Linked DNA regions of Sus scrofa: region 1 is linked to region 2. A link is a contact called in public promoter capture Hi-C data. All regions are on one chromosome and are shown on one strand. Each heading gives the region's core, a stretch centred on a gene start, on an enhancer-like site or on the middle of the called end of the contact. The rest is flanking DNA. Distances are from core to core; before and after follow the strand shown.

What was found. Promoter capture Hi-C pulls out the DNA fragments that hold promoters and counts their contacts.
Region 1: a contact with region 2 is called in a promoter capture Hi-C map of fetal liver, with 3 times the contacts expected there. The contact joins the promoter of SRGN here to the enhancer-like site in region 2. A contact is called at or near these places in 2 of 5 promoter capture datasets (fetal liver and liver) and 18 of 47 Hi-C or Micro-C datasets (alveolar macrophages, blood, embryonic fibroblasts and 9 more).

What each region holds. Positions count from the first base shown.
Region 1 is chr14:72,180,759-72,186,857 of Sscrofa11.1, forward strand. SRGN (serglycin) reads left to right here and starts at 2,610. Exons shown (of 3, transcript XM_013990411.2): 1 at 2,610-2,918. The coding sequence starts at 2,843.
Region 2 is chr14:71,963,977-71,970,631 of Sscrofa11.1, forward strand. The region is part of intron 1 of STOX1 (storkhead-box protein 1); the gene reads left to right. Among named protein-coding and RNA genes, the nearest start is that of DDX50, 22 kb to the right of the region's middle. Within about 2 kb of position 4,990, at least 15 of the 83 cell types and tissues checked have an H3K27ac peak or open chromatin away from gene starts, as enhancers often do. A contact at or near this core is called in fetal liver and liver, where this site is marked.

The DNA of each region.
Region 1 (6,099 bases), core at 1,360-3,859, 210 kb after region 2:
AAGGATTAAGGACACCCGTTTTACAGGCAAATCAAATGAGTGTGAAGTAAAATAGGTGCATTTAAGTTTGACTGGTAAATGAAGGATTAAATCTGGCCTAGAATTTATCTGTTTTAAAAAAAATTTTATGGCTGCACCTGCAGCCTATGGAAGTTCCTGGACCAGGGACTGAATTCAGACACAGCTGAGACCTTTGTCACGGCTGCAGCGATGCTGGATCCTTTAACCCACTGTGCTGGGCTGGAGGTTGAACTCATATTCCTGCAGCAACCAGAGCCGCTGCAGTTAGGTTCTTAAGCCACTGTACCATGGCGAGAACTCCTAGCATTTTTCTTTTAAAAGCATCAAAAACTAGGAGTTCCCGTCGTGGCGCAGTGGTTAACGAATCCGACTAGGAACCATGAGGTTGCGGGTTCAATCCCTGGCCTTGCTCAGTGGGTTAAGGACCCGGCGTTGTCCTGAGCTGTGGTGTAGGTTGCAGATACGGCTCGGATCCAGTGTTGCTGTGGCTCTGGCGTAGGCCGGTGGCTACAGCTCCGATTCAACCCCTAGCCTGAGAACCTCCATATGCCGAGGAAGCAGTCCTAGAAAAGGCAGAAAGACAAAATAAAGCATGGAAAACTTTTTGTAGAGGTGGAGGCTTAGAGAAAGATAGGGGTCCCCTTTGGTTAATGGAAGAAGCTTTGGGCAGGAAGCTTTTGCTTTTTGAGTTTGCCCTGCCAACTCAACCCTCACGGCCATGAGCTTTGATGGGCATCCTTTCACTGGCTTCCTACACCAGCCTTAGAACTAGAACGATGGGAGAGCACAGGGTAGGTGGCCCAGCATCTCTCAGCAGGTAAGTGAGCTCAGACCCAGGACTTGGGACTGCCTCAGGCATGTGTCCTGCTCCTCTACGGCTTGAAGAGGACTAGGGAAATGAAGTTGGAGGATGACTATTTGGAAAAAAAAAAACTTGGTTGTCAGCGTAGGGGAAACAGAGCAAATGCTTATGACTGCTGCAAAAATTTTAAAAAAACCCACCATGACCCAAAGAATTAAAAATTGAAGAACTGAAATGGAAAAAGCCTCCAAAATTACCATTTTAAAGCACAAGCTGTAATCAGCTCTGAGGTTTTGCAGGGAATTTATTGAAGCTATTGACAAGGATATTATTTTGATGCCATGGTTTTAAAGTGGAGGATAGGAGTTCCTATTGTAGCTCAGTGGGTTAAGAACTTGACTAGTATCCATGAGGATGCAGGTTCCATCCCTGGCCTTGCTGAGTGGGTTAAGGATGCACCACTGCTGCAAGCTGCAGCATGGGTTGCTGTGACTGTGGTGTAGGCCAGAGGCTGCAGCTCTGATTCAGCTCCTAGCCTGGGAACTTTAATATGCCGCAGGTTCAGCCTTAAAAAGAAAATAAATAAATAAATAAATAAAGGATAGCATTAAAAGCGACCAAAGTTGAGGGAGTTATTTCCAGCTGAAACCAGTATTCCATAGTGGGGAACCCACGGGATTTGTGAGTTTGCGGATTGTTTACTGCACTCAGAAGAGTCCCTGGACACACTTCCAACTGGTTTTGAGGAAGGTCAAAATGTGCATTCTTGGAAACCTTTGTGGACTTGCACCACGGCGACTCAGCAATTAATTTCTGAGGCGCGTTCTTAGCAGGAAATGGTAAAGGAACCAGCAGGAAGCAGAGAACAAGAGAAAGGAAACTCCTCCCTCTTGTCAAAGGACAGGCAAGAGTGAGGATGAAAATGGAAAGTGGACATTGTAGGGTTAGATGTGCTGCAATGGAGAGGGTGGAAGTAAGGAAAAAGTGTGTGCCCCAAGGGCAAGGGAGTGTGATAATCTGTTGTGTTTATTATGTGGCTTAAATATGGAGCCTGTGCTTTGTGACCCTCGGTCTTCAGCACACGATCCCCAGGAGATGGGGAAACGCTATTCCTTTATTTACAGAGGGCAGTGGTTTGTATGTTTTCTGAAGTCTGCAGCCCACTGACAGGAAAACCTCCCCCTGTTTCTGACTTCTAGCTTATTAAAGGCCAGAGGATGCCAAAGTCAAGTTGAAAAGTTTTACCAGGAGGAAAAAAAAAAACAAAGTATAAATGGAATCAAATCATAAGAAATACTTGGTGTGAAGGAGCAGAGGACTGCACAATCATTTTTCTGTTTTATCCAGTTCTTTGCAACTGAAAATCTTCACTAGATTTTGAATTAGAGGGAGAGCTGATGATCTAATGGGAGAAGCTGAGTCCTCTAAGAAGAAACTGGTTATCTGAGATCCAACAACACTTTCTTGTAGATTAGAACCCAGCTTTGAAGTTTCACTTTTTGAGCATGGCTCAGTGACTTCTGCTATTGCCAACAAAAAAGAAAATCAAGAACATATTATGCAGAATGGCCTCAGTGGTGAAAAAGCAGCATCTAGCCTCCTTACTTCATCAATTGGGCAGAGGCCCCTTAATGTCAGCAATCTCTTGTTTAGATGGTTACCTGAAGAAAGAAAAAACAAACTGTCCTTTATGATGATTCTGTTTAGCAGGGGGAAAAAAAATTGTAACCGGCCAGTGGCAAACAACAAAACTTTTGAAAAAGAAGACCTGGGGAGAGTCCAGGGCAGTTTCATAATGGGTATGAATAGTTATTTTGCTGCCCTTTTTTTTTTTTTTTTTTGGTCTAAATCTTTCTGGGGTTTGATGTGGATCTCTATTTGTTCAGGAAACTGTGACGTGTGTTCTGGGCAGGGTTTGAGGTTTTGGAACCTTTTCTAAAAGGGACAGAGAGCACCCGGCTACATTTCCCTTTTGTAAGGTTGGTGTGCAGGCGGTGGAGCCAAAGTGAGCCTGTCACAATGCAGGTGCTCTTCCGGTGCAGTGGGCTTGTCCTGGCTCTAGCCATCATCCTGATTTTGGATTCTTCAGTTCAAGGTAAGACCCAGGTATCTTGTCCCTTTGTAATTTTCCTTATAAGGCCCAGGGTCCACACAAATGATTATATTAATTTTAAGGTACAGAATGTATTCTATTTGGAAAAGTGGTGCCTCCCTCAAAAAAGAAAGAAAGAAAAAGAAAGAAAGAAAAAATGATTTAGGGTCGCTGACTGAGTTTTGTTAAGTTTGCTACCAAAAAAAAAAAAAAAAAATTTAAACTGAGGCAGGTGCAGCCTTATAAGTTCTTATAATGATTGAAATGTACAGTTTTATTTTGGATGAAATGTATGGTTTATAAATTTTAAAAAACTTTTTTTAAAAGATCAAGAGGGAGTTCCCTGGTCATCGAATGGTCAGGATTTGGCGCTTTCACCACTTCGGCCCGGGTTCAACCCCTGGTCTGGGAACTGAGATCCTATATCAAGCCGCTACATGCCATGGCCAAAAATAAATAAATAAATAAAGCTCAAGAAAGGAATATAGAAAATTGGAGTTCCATTGTGGCTCAGCGATTAACGAACCCAACTAGCATCCATGAGGACGTGGGTTCAATCCCTAGCCTTGCTCAGTGGGATAAGGATCTGGCATTGCCGTGAGCTGTGGTGTAGGTCCCAGACACAGCTTGGATCTGATGTTGCTGTGACTCTGGTGTAGGCTGATGGCTACAGCTCCGATTGGACCCCTAGCCTATGAACATCCATATGCCGCAGGTGTGGTCCTAAAGAGACAAAAAGACCAAAATAAATAAATAAATAAAATAATGTTATCTGAAAGAATATGCAAAACTAGTCAGAAATTTTTTTTAAAAAAAGGAATATAGAAAATTACCTACCCCTAGGTGTCCACATAAATCCCAAATTTTAACATAATACAAAATTTTTGTAATCACCCTGACACTGGGAGATGCTATTTTTGAAATCAGAGTAAATTTTTGTATTTTTTCTTCTTTTTTTAAACTTTGTTCTTAGTGACAATTCAATTATGGTTAGACATTGTTAATGCAAACCCTCTCAGATTTTAAAGAGAGGCCAAAGAATTTTAATAATTGTGCTGTTGCTCAGAGAAACATCACATTTGGAAATTTCTTGATAGGTTTCTTTATCATTCAGGGTTGTTTAGTAAGAATGAAACAACTTAAAACCTTTAATGACTAAGAAAATGAAAATGATAAATTTGTAAGAAAAATACAATTTCTTCTCCTTTGGTAAATAAAGGTTCACGTCTGAATAAGGCAGAAAATCACAGCCTGATAAAGAGATGGGAGAACTCATAGTAGAAAAACATTAAGTTCCTCCAACTCGTAAAGGAAATATTGAGTCATAATTACACACATGAGCTGGATTTTTTTCTTCGAAGTGACTTAGTTTTCTTGTTTTTACTTCTGGTGGAAATAAAATTGTACAGATGATCTCAGATACATTCATTATGTATTGGAAATGTATAAAATCACTTTCTTCTTGTTGTGTAATCACCGAAGAAAAAAACCAGCAAGGTATGTTGCTGAAACTTTTAATCTATTTTTAAAATATCAAAAATTGTTGATTGTAAGGAATAAACTTTACTTGGATCTTTTAGAGAAAACCTTCAGCTTAATGAAATAATTCCCTAATGTCTTCTGATAAGATCCAGGCAGTGAGGTCCATGTTTGTAGCACAGACTTGAGTGGCCACTTGGTGCTGGGCCTACCCTGACCGTGAGTCTTTTTTTTGTTTGTTTGTCTTTTTAGGGCCGCACCCACAGCATATGGAGGTTCCCAGGCTAGGGGTCCAACTGGAGCTGTAACTGCAGAACTACACCACAGCCACAGCAATGCCAGATCCGAGCCACATCTTCGACGTACACCACAGTTCATGGCAATGCGGGATTCTTAACCCACTGAGGCCAGGGATCAAACCCACATCCTCATGGATACTGGCTGGGTTCGTTAACCACTGAGCTACAATGGGAACTCCAAGCTATGAGTTTTTACATCTTCAAAATTTCACAGAAATGTTTAATTCTCCACTAAGATTCAATACGGAAAAGTAAAATTAAAACAAAAATGTTCTTTATGTGGCAGGTATTCCTTAGAAAGTAAGTAGTGAAGAAACCAGGAAGTTCCTGTCGTGGCATGGTGGAAACAAATCTGGCTAGTATCCATGAGGATGGGGGTTCGATCCCTGGTCTCGCTCAGTGAGTGAAGGATCCAGTATTGCCCTGAGCTGTGGCTTGGATCCCGAGTTGCTGTGGCTGTAGCGTAGGCCAGCAGCTACAGCTCCAATTTGACCCCTAACCTGGGAACTGACATATGCCACAGGTGCAGGCCTAAAAAACAAATGAACAAACAAAAAAGAAAGTAGTAAAGACACCATATAAAGTTGTATAAAGAACTAGCATTTATGTCATCACTGAGCAGATTCAGCTCTTTGTTGGAAAGGGAACCAAAAAAGAGAGAATGAATGGGCTGAAAAACTAGGGTGTTTCCAAAGGAGAAGCGCAGTTTGTATGGGAATTAAGGGTTTGTGCCTATGTCTGAGTAAGAAGGGAAACATATGACCACCCGTGGCTGCATGTGGGAGTGACAGCAGCTCAAGACTGCAATGCAGAGAGGCCACTATTTCACCATATTTCCATGTGATGCAAGATATAATTCCATGGCGTTCTTCCCCCACATAAAATTTTTTTTTTCTTAACCCATTGATTTGACTGATCTAATCCACTAGACTTGCTCTGGCTTGCTTTTACCAAAACAAAATATCTTAGATTACTGCATTAGTTTGCTAGGGCTGCCATAACAAAGTACCATAGACTGTGTGGCTTAAACGACAGGAATTTACTTCCTCACAGTTCTGGAGGCTACAAGTCCAAGATCAAGGTATCGGCAAGGCCGGTTTCATTCTGAAGCTTCTCTCCTTGGCTTGTAGGTGGCTGTCTTCTCTCTGTCTTCACATGGTCCTCCCTCTGTCTGTGTCCAGGACACAAGCCATATTAGATTAGGGCTCATCCATATGACCTCATTTTATCTCAGTTACCTCTTAAGGCCCCATCTCCAAATACAGTTCCATTCTGAGGCACTAGGGGTTAGGACTTCAATACATTGAACTGGGGGGTGGGGGACACAATTCAGCTCACATCAATGACTATAAATCAAACCCAAGTAAAGACATGGTGTAAAAGCCTATCTATCAAGTCCAAAGAGA
Region 2 (6,655 bases), core at 3,740-6,239:
TATTGTTGCCAAATATGATTGGGAGACATTGGGTTAAATAAGCTAGGTTTTCTGTTGCAGTTCTCAGAGCTTTGAACAAAGTCCCTGTGACAGCAAGCTGCGTTTTCCAAACATTGGGCCTTTGGGACCCTTTTCTTAGCATTTCATGGCATGAATTTTTCACAGAACATTTTCTAGGACGTGCTGGGCTAGTTCAGCTCCACATTTACGGATAAGGACACTGAGACCCAGGGAAGAGAGGTGGTATGTTCAAAGCCACATAGCAGAACTTGGATTCGAATCACGATCAGATCACCTGAGGTCCAGTGTAGTACTCCTTCATAATGTGAAGACCATGTGGATTTAAAGGACAGCTTCTTCATTACAGGGAACTTTTATTTTTCCATTATTCAGACAAAACAGCAGCCTTGGTGCTCAAATCCCACCCCCGTTTTGTACAGTGGTACTTTCTATTCATCATCATGATGCCGAGCAGAGATGAGAGCTGCCAATCACAGTCATTGCCTTGTATATCCTCCAGAATCTTGGGAAGGAGGTTCATCTTAAATCAGCCCCAGGTTTGCCTGGAGGACAAAGAAGGGATGTTTTTCTGCACAGCCACTTTAAGGAGATAGAGAGACTGAAAAAGTCTGCAACCAGTGCTTCTCTCCCATTTTTTCCTAGCCCCCCTTACACCTGCTGTGCTAGGCAGAATGGGCCCCCACAGATGTCCACATCCGAATCCCTGGAACCTGTGAATATGTTACCTGACACGGCAGAAGGGACTTTGCAGATGTAATTAGGTTATGGACTTTAGGGAGATTATCCTGGGTTATATGGGTAGGCCCAATCTCATCACATGAGCCCTTAAAAGCAGAGAACTTTCTCTGGCTGGAAGCAGAAGTGAAGCAACAGAAGGACAAGTCAGAGAGAACTGAAGTGTGAAAAAGATTCCATGCTGTCTTTGAAGATAAAGGGGGCAACATGATAAGAAATGCAGGTGGCTTTATGTTGCTGAGAAGAGGCTCCTGGTTGACAGCCATGGAGGGAAGAGGGACCTCAGTCCTACAACCACAAGGAACTGAATTCTGCCAAAAACCTGAATGAGCATGGAAGCAGATTCTCTCCCAGAGCCTCCAGTCAGACCCCAGGGCATGAGTGCTGGAGCAGAGGAACCAGGAGAGTCCACCAGACTTCTGACCTATGTAGACTGTGAGATAATAAATCGGTGTTGTTTTAAGCCACTAATTTATTTAGACAGATTTAGAAAACACACACACCTGGATAAAGTCATTAACATATCCAGAGTGGAAGAGGCAAAGGGAATAGAGGTTAGAAAAGGGCACCACCGGGCCTGAAGGGCTTTGGGGCTGAGTGTGAATTCATTTTAGTGTTTTGTAAAAAGATCAGCTGGTTTGAGTCATTCACATCCCTCCCTCCATGGGGGCCTCCCTGTATCTATCTCTAAGAGGCAAGGCTGCTAGGAACTCAAAGGGCTCCCTAATAGGGCTGATTATGTGTCTTTTCAAACATATCTTTGTGCTGTGACAGCCACATAGGTCTCCGTCATAAATGGCCCAAGACCTTTGTAACGCAACTGCTGGTCCATACTAGAGGATATAACTCACTTGAAAAAAAAATGGGAGCCTCTAATTTACTAATCCTGACAGGTTGAAGTGCAGTTATTAAAGAAGATAGCAACTAAGGACTCCCGCTGTTGAGGGAAGCCTTTAGTTTTTCAACAGAGGGCACTTCCCAGAAGGGGAGGATTTGTCTGGGAATCCAAAATAAACATCCCCGTGCCTGAGAAGGAATTTCAGCTTCCATGGTAGATAGCCTGACTACCCTTAGATCTACAGCCAGTTTCTGAGTCTTGGTACTCTTTTGTTTCTAAATGCGGAGGAACGTGTTTGCATTCTTTTATTTTACTGACATAAAAGGTTGACCTGGAGAGATGCTTGGTTTTGCCAGCCCGAAACCTCTCTCCTTTTTGTTCCCATTTTGTTTGATTATCTGAACCTATTTAAGGTTATAATACAATAGATCTAATTATGTAAAGTCATGGAAAATTTTGCACAGCATCTAATCTCAGATGAGACACACATTGTTACAGAGTACTTTCACTTTTAAAAGTTCAGGATTCATTTTAATGTTAAAGAAATTTGGAAATTCTGTCCTGGATAAAAGTGCCGTTTAAAATAAGGGAAGCTTCTTGGATTACTTAGAACAAAACATCCTTTTTTATTTAACCTGAGTCTATCTGCAGGCTGTTTTATTCATGCTCCATTGTTATCTCTAATGTACTTAGAAGATACTTTTCCCACAGTGTGATTCAATACAGGCGCCCAAAAAAGATGCTCTCAGATTTCATGTGTCCGGGTAATTAGCTGAGTTTGAGTGGCTCAGTTAAACCATTTGAAGGTCAATAATGCATGAATTTCTGGCAGACCGCCTAGCACAGAGTCTGTAAACACACTTGTACAGGGACTAAACACATGTAGAGTAGAAAAAATTTTGTGTTTTAAATATCAATAGTGTTAAGATTAGTTTTGTCTACAGTTTAATCTTACAGCAAATTCAGGTTTTAATGTGAAACAGATGAGTTCTGATGTGAATGCTTTCCAAATTTCCAAAGAAATATTTCCTCTTTTGTGCATATTTGCTGGCACAGTTTCCTAGGGACCTTACAATCAAATTCAAGCACCCTAGATGAAAATGTCAGTGTTTAGATTCCAGGAGAAGGCCCTCTTTGAATTTGCTTAGGTGCCTTAAAAGCCTAAGATAAATGTAAATATTGCATGGTAGTTTTTTTTTCCCTAAAGGTAAAATTTTTACGGAAAACTTTCACTTTGTTCCTGAAATTTAACTAGAGCATTCAGTTATCAAAACAAACACTCGATTTTAGTACTCTTTTACTTCAAAGCTTTTTTTTCAGTGGACAGAGCAAACACAGGTTCAGGATAGGCAGATTGTATCTTGATTTTGGTTCTCCCTTTCTCACTTGGAGAGTGCAAAGTGTAGGCTTGTAATTTTACTGAAACTCCCAACTGACTGGAATGCAGATTTAGGAATCCTGTGTCCCTGGTTGAAGATTTCTCTAGTACCACAGCTCCTAGAGATCGTTTGCTTGGTCTCTACTGGTTGCCTTCTCTGGGTCTGGTGAAAAGGCAGTCCATATTTGTCTTGAATGTACCTCTTGCTATTTCTACACTGGGGCAGGAGTATTCACGCCTCATGAACTGTCTAGGAAATAGCTCTTTCAGCCATTTTTCTTTGCTGTTAGAAAACAGCCAGGCTAGAAACCTCAGGTTGGAAAAAACCTGAGGCCCGTGGAGGAGGCCTTGGTGTCCTGACGTAAAGAAACCACCTCTTTTTTCCTCAGAGTTTTGATGAGGTCTTTGATTGTGCTGGATTATTGTTGAGCTTTTGTCACCAACTCCAGGAACAAGCCACGCTTCCAGGGGGTTCTGCTCCTGTTGGCCATGGGGCTCTTCTAGACCACAGCTCTTGGGTGCCAGAGCGGAAATTGATTGCCTGAGGTTGTATGATCTTATGTCCATCACACAGGAAGCTGGTTCTAGTCACGGTTTTAGGATCCTGAGCTCAGAGGAGACTGTCCTGGACTTCACTGGATATCATCTGCTTTTGATAGTTAAGAGAACCCTATTTTCATTTGCTGCCTGGGCATCTACATGCTACGTGTGTTTAATTTGCCTTACACTGTTTTATCTTCCCTAGAAAAAGTGGGCTTTTAAAGAATAATTGTTTTAAAACTCATATAACATAACCCCATATCTTGGAAGATATGAGGAAGATATATATATATATATACACACACCCCAACTGAATCTTTCAGGAATACAGCAGGGTAGCAATAAAAATGTCCTTTACAGAAAGGGTGGCATTATATGTAACAGGTTCTACTTTGTTGGTATTTTTTGAGAAACCAGTCTTTCGGTATAAACACTTCTCCCATTTCTGCAGCACCTAAGAGTATAAGACTGTGTGAAAAGAGAGAACGTTGTTGTGAACTGTTTACTCTGGCCCACAGGCTCTTCTAGCCTTCTGATCCCTGCTTTAGTTCAAGGGTCAGAGGTCCACAGCAGGCCTGCACTTAAGGGTGCCTTTCAATCACTCCATACTTGCTGAGGATAAAGCCAAAGGGCTGGCCTTCTCTTCTTGTGAAATCTAGTTACATCTATAAGGGGGATCTTCTCCACTGAAAGTTTAATTTTTTCGTGGAAAACTGTAAGGGTGACTGCATTCCAAAACCCAAGTGCCAAAGTAACTGAAATAAACTGTGGCTGCAGCTGGAAAATGATTCTTGCTTTTATCACAGATGTTCTCATGTCAGGCAGGCTTCGCTCTCCTTTCCTGCATAAAAGAACTCTTGATGATTTATGCACCTGAAGACGTATCTTAGCAACGGCTGTGAAGAAAATGTACTGAGAAACTTTCTCTAGGCTTTGTCTAGAGGGAGCTCCAAAGCAGAGGTTAAATGCGATTTTAACATGTTCTCTAAAAGACAGTTGTCTTTCTAGTTGGTAGTAGATATGTTTACTCTTTTAAAATAAACATCCCCACACTACAGTAAGAATTATGAATAAAAGTTCTAAAAGTGTCTTTGGATTTGGCAGGCAATGTTAGGACTCTAAGAAAAAGTTGGGATTTTTAAAATGTAAGAAAAAATTCTGTTTCTCATACATTTCCGCTTGTTAATAAAAAGTAGTCTTTTCTGTAAAATCTATTTTCTTTAACTTTTATTTGGAAGTAGTTATAGATATACAGGAGATTGTGAAGAAGTGTACAGGAATAGCCCATGCACCCCTTCCCACAGTTCCATAAAAAATTCAATTTTGACTATTCATTTTCCTATGAAAGAGGAAACAAGCTTAAGGATTGAACTGGAAACAGGCATCTTCAGGTCTAGCCTAAAGGCGTAGTGGGGATCCCTCACTGGACCCTAGGACAGCTTTCTGTTTTCATTTGCATAGAAATGGGCAGCCACCGGCAGGGGGCGCAGCAAGAGCATCAGACATGTACTGAGTTTCTAGCCGCGCTCATCTCGAAAAGTCTCTGGCCTTCACTCCCCCAACTCCAATCTCAAAGTTCCAAGTGACTGGGTTTAAGCTAGGGCTGAGATGAGGCTTGAGTATATATAGTGTGGTTGAGCAAATTCTTTTTAGGTTTTGCCCTTATCTTTCTAGGAGAGGAGAACTTTTCCCTCCTTCTTTTTGAATTAAGGGCTTCTAAGTCCACATCAAGTGGGGACAGGCAATCACATACAAGAAAAAAAGTCACTTAGACTGTCTTGGAAGATGAGGAATAGGGTTTGTTTTAAATTAAGCACATGGAGTTATGTTTAAGAAGCATAAACAAGAGTGAAAGGGCAATTTAATACTGTATTTTGTCAGGTTGAGGAGGGAGATGAAAGAGAAGAAAGTAATCTCAGATGCGGAGGGAAAAAAGAAAAGCAAAGGGGAATGAAGATAAGGAGAAAGGCTTATTACTCTTAGCTCAGAGGTAGAGTTTCTAGGAGGATTTTGAATTTTAGGTTAGTGTTCCCCTCTTAACAATAAGTTTCATAGCATCATCTCTTATCACCACTCTTTGAAATGCTAATTGATTAGCCATTCATCCTAGCTTCTCAGAATGCTATAGGTATCTTGGCATCGCCCAGTAAGACAGCACCAAGCAGGCCAAGAGAAGATCCTTCCCTAGGCTGCCAAAGCAGACAGCAGTTCTGCCCTGTGTTGTGACTTTCCAAGGTCAAAGATGCCCCAACTTGCTAAATAGAGACGCTTAAGGAAACAAGGAAACAGGCCAGTGTGATCTTTAATAACAGCTGCTTATCAGTTTCCTGCTGCAGATACAATGAGTACTATGAGCCTCTGACCAGCTTTGGCTGCAACCTTCACATCCAGCCAGTATATTTAAAAGTAGCCAAACTTTAGCATTGCTATCATTAACACCCTAATGGGCTGCCACTCCAAAGAGCAGACCTCAGACCTGCAGCATGGACATCACCTGGGAGTTTGTTAGAAATGCAGAATCATAGGCTCCGTTTCAGATCTTCTGAATCAGAATCTGCACACTGGCACAATCGCCTAGTGATTCTCATATGCACATTAACGTTTTAGAAGCACTGTTGGCCTCCTAGACTCTTATCCTTTTCTATTCCAGATTGCTACTTCATCTGTAATCAGAAATCACACTTAAATCACCTTGAGACCCAAGGCTCCTGCGTAATCTTTGTATGAATTTTTAAATTTCCTAGCGTGCTCTAAGAGTAACTCCTCAAACTCCCTTTCTACCCTTCACCTCCGCATTTCCGTTTTTTTCCTCCTCCCATTCCTATTTTCTTTCCCCCTAACTTTGCGGAGATCACATGACCTTCTTATGCTAATGTTTTTTTCCTTCTATGCCTTGATATATTTCTGGTCTTCTGCCACCCTCTATTGTCTCAAGTCTCAGATAAATTAATATCCTTCTCATTTTTTTTCTTTTCTTTTCTTCTTTTTTTGACAGGCAAGTAGGATGTATTGGTGAGCGTTAAGGAGGGGACAATGCCGCCAAGGATCTCATGAGTGCAGGGCCCACCATTTGTCCAGGGGGCTGAGATTAGGGATATATTTGACCCCACAGCCATCCGAGATAAGCCGCTTTTCTGCCACCA